Linked DNA regions of Mus musculus: region 1 is linked to region 2. Evidence: chromatin contacts called from public promoter capture Hi-C data. All regions are on one chromosome and are shown on one strand. Each heading gives the region's core, a stretch centred on a gene start, on an enhancer-like site or on the middle of the called end of the contact. The rest is flanking DNA. Distances are from core to core; before and after follow the strand shown. Region 1 has its middle 52 kb from the start of 4831407H17Rik. Region 2 holds the start of Actr8 (ARP8 actin-related protein 8).

The links. Promoter capture Hi-C pulls out the DNA fragments that hold promoters and counts their contacts.
Region 1: a promoter capture Hi-C map of hippocampal neurons shows a contact between it and region 2, with 2.3 times the contacts expected there. The contact joins the enhancer-like site here to the promoter of Actr8 in region 2. A contact is called at or near these places in 3 of 39 promoter capture datasets (the C10 cell line, hippocampal neurons and maxillary cranial neural crest), 3 of 115 datasets of contacts at active chromatin or transcription factors (bone marrow-derived macrophages, cardiomyocytes and large pre-B cells) and 1 of 9 other capture datasets (embryonic stem cells).

What each region holds. Positions count from the first base shown.
Region 1 is chr14:30,404,910-30,407,609 of GRCm38.p6, forward strand. It overlaps a transcript of Cacna1d not described here. Among named protein-coding and RNA genes, the nearest start is that of 4831407H17Rik, 52 kb to the right of the region's middle. Within about 2 kb of position 1,367, at least 70 of the 459 cell types and tissues checked have an H3K27ac peak or open chromatin away from gene starts, as enhancers often do. A contact at or near this core is called in bone marrow-derived macrophages and hippocampal neurons, where this site is marked.
Region 2 is chr14:29,976,887-29,979,586 of GRCm38.p6, forward strand. Actr8 (ARP8 actin-related protein 8) reads left to right here and starts at 1,451. Exons shown (of 13, transcript NM_027493.3): 1 at 1,451-1,702. The coding sequence starts at 1,580.

The sequences.
Region 1 (2,700 bases), core at 117-2,616, 430 kb after region 2:
AGTCTAAAACTGGTTTAGAAACTTCAACTGTCCATACGCAGAGTGAGGTTATCATTACATTTCTCAGAGGTAATTTTGTAGGTGGGCTTATCTCCATAGCAAAGCTATAGTGGCTAAAGTTTTGTCTTTCACATAAGTCCTATATTTAATAATAATATTTTGTTGTTATCTAAGTTTGTTTTCATTTTGGACAATAAAGTATATGTTCATATTGATATTTTTTATTAAAATTAAATTTATTATTTGGGAAAAGCACTGTCTTGTCTTTCACTTTTCAAAAGTATCTCCAAAATAGATTTTAATATCTGCATGATATTCTAATAGATGCAGATTTTCTTTTGATAAGATTTCTTTATGTTATTTTAAATTTTTAACTTTTACTTTTATTTGTACAAGTCTGTGCATGAGCACAAATATATATGCATGTAACAGTGCCAGAGAAAGCCAAAAGGGTTCATCAAATCCTCTGGAACTGGTTGTGACCCTCCCAAGATGGGAGCTGGGAATCGAATTCACACACTCTGAAAGACCAGCAAGCGTGCTAATCACTAAGCCATCTACCTCTCCACTCCTGGTTTCTCTCATTTTAACAATGATTGCATCTTTATTTTTGCCAAGTTTTTGGTTAGCCTTTAAAGACAAAGTCATAAATGGCAACTACAGAGCCAAAAAAGGTCTGAGTGCAGTGAAGCATTGGCCTCAGGGGGCCCTTCTCAGCTCCTCCTCTGGTTCTGTTAACACTCAGTGCTCTGGGATCCTTTTCCTAAGGCCCACTTCCTCTGATAAGGTTTTCCATTTGGTCACCAATGGTTTTAGATCAGCTGCTAAGGGAGATGTGAAACATCTGGGTGAAAATGGCTTTTGAGGGAAATTTTCAATATCCAGATGGTTCTTTCCCTCTCAAAAGTTCCTCCAAAACAAGGAAGAGAAGAAACAGAAACTTCACATAAAGTCAGTAAGTAGACGGAGAAAAGATAAATGACTTATCAGAAGAGTGAAAGGTCAAACCTAAGACACACAAGGGAAGACGCCTGTGGAATGAAAGCGAAACTGTCCCCAAGAACGCCAGAAGAATCAGGAAATGTAAGTATGAGAGAGAAGAGAGGAATAGACCAGCGACAGCAGCTGAACCCCGAGATGCTTGCCAGATCAAACTGGTTCCCCTTCCCAGCAGAACAGATGGACCATTTCTGCTGAAACAGAACCAGAATTGTTCGAATCTAGATGAGAGTGGCTTAAGGCATAGAGAATAGTGTAAAAAGCAGAGCTAAGCGGAGATAAATGAAAATCTGCACATTGACTAAAATAACCTTAGCCCCTTCCACCACAGTGTGATGGGAGCCAGGCTCCTGAAACATTGGGCAGAGACTAGATAAGTCCTTCCTGAAGACGGTGAATGGTAGATGAGCAATACCCACAGATGCCAACACACGGGGATTGCTGACAGCAAACAAGTCTTGCAAACATACACACATGCACACACACACACACACACACACACACACACACACACACGTACGTGCGTGCTAATTCATTCAATTCATACTTTTGGAAGGATGCTGTTCTGGGTACATGGGACTGAAAAACAACCAAAACAGAAATCTCTCTCTTCACAGAGCTTCCATCCTAGTGAAAGAAAACAAACAATAAATACAACAAACAATAAATTATATAGTTTAGGGAGAAAGTAAAGCCAGAAAGTAGGGGAGGAGATGCCAGAAAGTGTTCACATATACATGTATGTATAAAACCATATGTGACATAAAAGTAGAAAGGCAAGTATTTGGGGGACCAGTGAGAGCAGGGAGAGGGCAAAGGAAGGTCATGAAGGTGACTAAGCAAAGTACAGTGGAGGCAGGCACATGTCGGTGGATGAACACGTCATAGGGAGACTCATTATTTGGTATGCATACCAAAAAATAGTCTTAACAGGCAGTGGTGGTGCACACCTTTAAACCCAGCACTTGGGAGGCAGAGGCAGGCAGATTTCTGAGTTCGAGGCCAGCCTGGTCTACAGAGTGAGTTCCAGGATAGCCAGGGCTACACAGAGAAACCTGTCTCAAAAAAACAAAACAAAAATAATAATAAATTGTCTGTCTTAAAGGATCTCAAAGAAATAATAAAAGATATTTTACTCTTTCAGTAGTAATTATATAAAGTTTTAAAGTAGCAATCCAAGAACAACACAAACTCTTCTGGATTAAAGATATGTGGAACTTGACACCGCTTTCTGGCCTGCTGGAATGTGAATGTTCTATACCACGTGATCCCATTGCTATGGGCCAAGATGTTCTACTCCACCTTCCCCACCATGACAGACTTAAACCTTCTGAGAGCATCCAGTGGAGAACTGTGAGAAACATCATTAAGTTACAATGGGAATAGTATTTCAGAAAACTGGCCGGGTAGCTTCCCACGAAAGAAGGAACCGATGTTGGTTTCCAGCCTAATAACGTCATAAAACAATAATTACAAAAGGAAGCTCTGTGTCTGGTGACCTCCAGCAGGCAGGAGAGAACAATGTGGCCACGTGCACTGGAGTCTTGACGGCGGGTCAGTGGGAGAGCTCCTCTGTCCTTCCTAGCTGAGTCCTCAGCGAGCCCTGAGCAGAGTAGCCAAGCCTGCTCCAACAGAGATCATGTGCAGCTCAGGAGGTGCTTCTTGCTGCACAGTGTGCCCACCAACCCATCTGACTCTACA
Region 2 (2,700 bases), core at 201-2,700:
CACCTTATGCAAGAATGTATACACACACACACAAAACAAGATCAAATATAGCTTCATAGACCACAGGTATGGGAGGGGGGTGGGTGGTCCAGGCTTGCTCAGTAGGTACGAGCATAAGATGTGCTCTCTTGAGGACTTGAATTCAGATCAAAGCACTCATAGAACAAGGCTTGGCCAATACCTTGTGCTCACCTGTAACCCCAGGTGTCAGATAGAGACGGGATCTCGTGGCTCAATGCCTATCAGCTGAGCTCTAGGTTATTGAGAAATCCTGTTTCAAAGAAGTATTGTGGTGCAATAAATGAGGACAACCTGATGTTCTCTGGCTCTGTGGGCATACAGCACACGCACGCACGCACACACACACAAATGATGAGCATTAGATCAAGTAAAGTCTTGGAGGTGGTTGGCCATAAACTGAGGCAATCCTCCTGAGTGTTGGAATGGCATGTATACGCTGCCACAACAGACTAGTTTGCAGTAAAACGCTGAGCAGCTGTAGGGATAGATGATCAGGAACTGGACTAGACAGGAACCCCATCTTAGAGGCTGCTGTTGTCATCCAGCGGGAGTTGGCTAAGTAACAACACATTCAAAAAAAGTGAATGAATTCAAGATAATTTTAGTCACTTGACTATTTGTGATGGCTTGGGTGAGCAGCCAAATTACATATCTGATTTATTGTTGGGGGCTTGTCATGCCCTGTCCCACCTCCTATGGTGAATGGGAATTAGGAATTACATATTTGCCAGGAGGTGGTAACACATACCTTTAATCCCAGCACTTGGGGCCAGAGGCAAGAGGGTCTCTGTGAGTCCGAGGCCAGCCTGGACTACAAAGTAAGATCCAGGTTCAGCCAGGGCTTCATAGAGAAACTCTGTCTCAAAATAAAAGACAAAAAACCAAATCTGTATTTAATCTTAACTTTGCAATGATTTGTAGAAATCTTATGTATAGGTATCAAATGGGTAAAGGCATGAAGTTCAAATAAGTTACTCAAGGAATATGTCAAGAAGAGACCGAGTCCCAAAGAACCCAATCAGAGGCCGATCTGAGCAGGACCAACGAACTGAGAACTAGCAATATTATGGAACCTCTGAGTGAAGACCTGTGGAGTCAAAATGAGACTGATGAACCTCAGACTCGCGCGGAGCACTCAATTTATTAGGGTTAAGTGAGATAGCTTAAGCCTTTAACTTCTGTGAGTCTAAATAGGAAGTTCCAGGCTAGCCAGGGCTAAAAATAAATTTAATTGATTAACTGTATTACACTGGAGATGTAGCTCATTGGTAATAGGAACATGCTCACTATTCAATGGTGCCTGGGTTCAATCCCCATCATCACCAAAAACAAAACAAAAACAAAAACAAAAAAAAAAAAAAAAAAAAAAAGGAAAAACCAAAACTCCAACCCTGTCATGCCCTCCACGTTCCCAGAATTCTCTAGGGGCGACGCCGGTGGCGGCCATTTTGACTGTGGGCAGCCAGGGGACGCCGCGCCTGCGCAATGGTTCTCCTCTGACTGCTGTGGCGTCGGTGTCCCAGAGCCCCGGGGCTGGTGGTGGTCCACGGTGGCAGAGATGACCCAAGCCGAGAAGGGGGACGCGGAGAACGGGAAGGAGAAGGGCGGGGAGAAGGAGAAGGAGCAGCGCGGCGTGAAGCGGCCCATCGTACCCGCGTTGGTCCCCGAGTCGCTGCAGGAGGTGAGGTGCAGGGGGCTGGCCTTGGTTAGACCACTGCTAGCCTGGGCCTCTGCTGCTGGCCGGAGCCCAGGGTCCGGGCGGAGCCGGAAGCATCCGGGTCCCCTCCCATAGGTTCCTTGTGCAAAGTAGCGCGGTGCAGGGCAAAGCCAAGGCCGCGGTGCACAGCCTCCAGGTCTCAGCTATAAGACGTCACGATTTAGCAACGGCCTGGCTCTCAGGGACGCCAGCAGATATTCAGGGATGGTTAGGGCTCTAACCAGTTTCTTTGTTTGCAAATCTCACAGTGCAAGTCATTTCACGTTTAAAAGCAGGAAAAAGGTAGCCTTTCCTTAAATAGACATGAATAATATGGCAATAACAGCACAAGTTTAAGTAAACAACTTGGAGCAGCATGGCTCACACTCTCACTCACCAGGGCTTACTGATAAGTAAAGGAAATAAATTCCTATAGGGAAATGGGCCACGGCAGTGCACAGCTCCCAGAAGAAATAGGGAAGGATCGGCCGTTGAGGATTTCCTGTGGACCATTTCAGAACCTTCTTCCTCTCCCATAGGTGGGTTGAAATATCTAACTGGTAGGGCTGCAGTAAAATGCATAGTGTGGTGTGTGGGATAGGCTAGTTCAGAGGACCCACAATGTCTCTCTTCCAGCCTCGACAGGAGGGCAGAGGTCCCAGGAGGCTAGAGATTTAGGGTGAGGTTAGAATGGTTTTAGAGCTATGCCAGGTTTATCTGCATTTCTCAACCTGTGGGTCGTAAGCCCTTTGGGGGTTGCATATCAGAGATTTATATTATGATTCGTAACAGTAGCAGAATTACAGTTACGAAGTAGCAACAAAATAATTTTATGGTTGGGGGTTACCACAACATTAGGAGCTGTGTTAAAAGGTTGCAGCGTTAGGAAGGTTCTGGGGAAGAGAGACTTGGATCTGGAGAGGATGTGAAGGATTGGAGACATAGCTGTTTAGAATAGAGAAAGACGGTAGAGATTTTCAGTG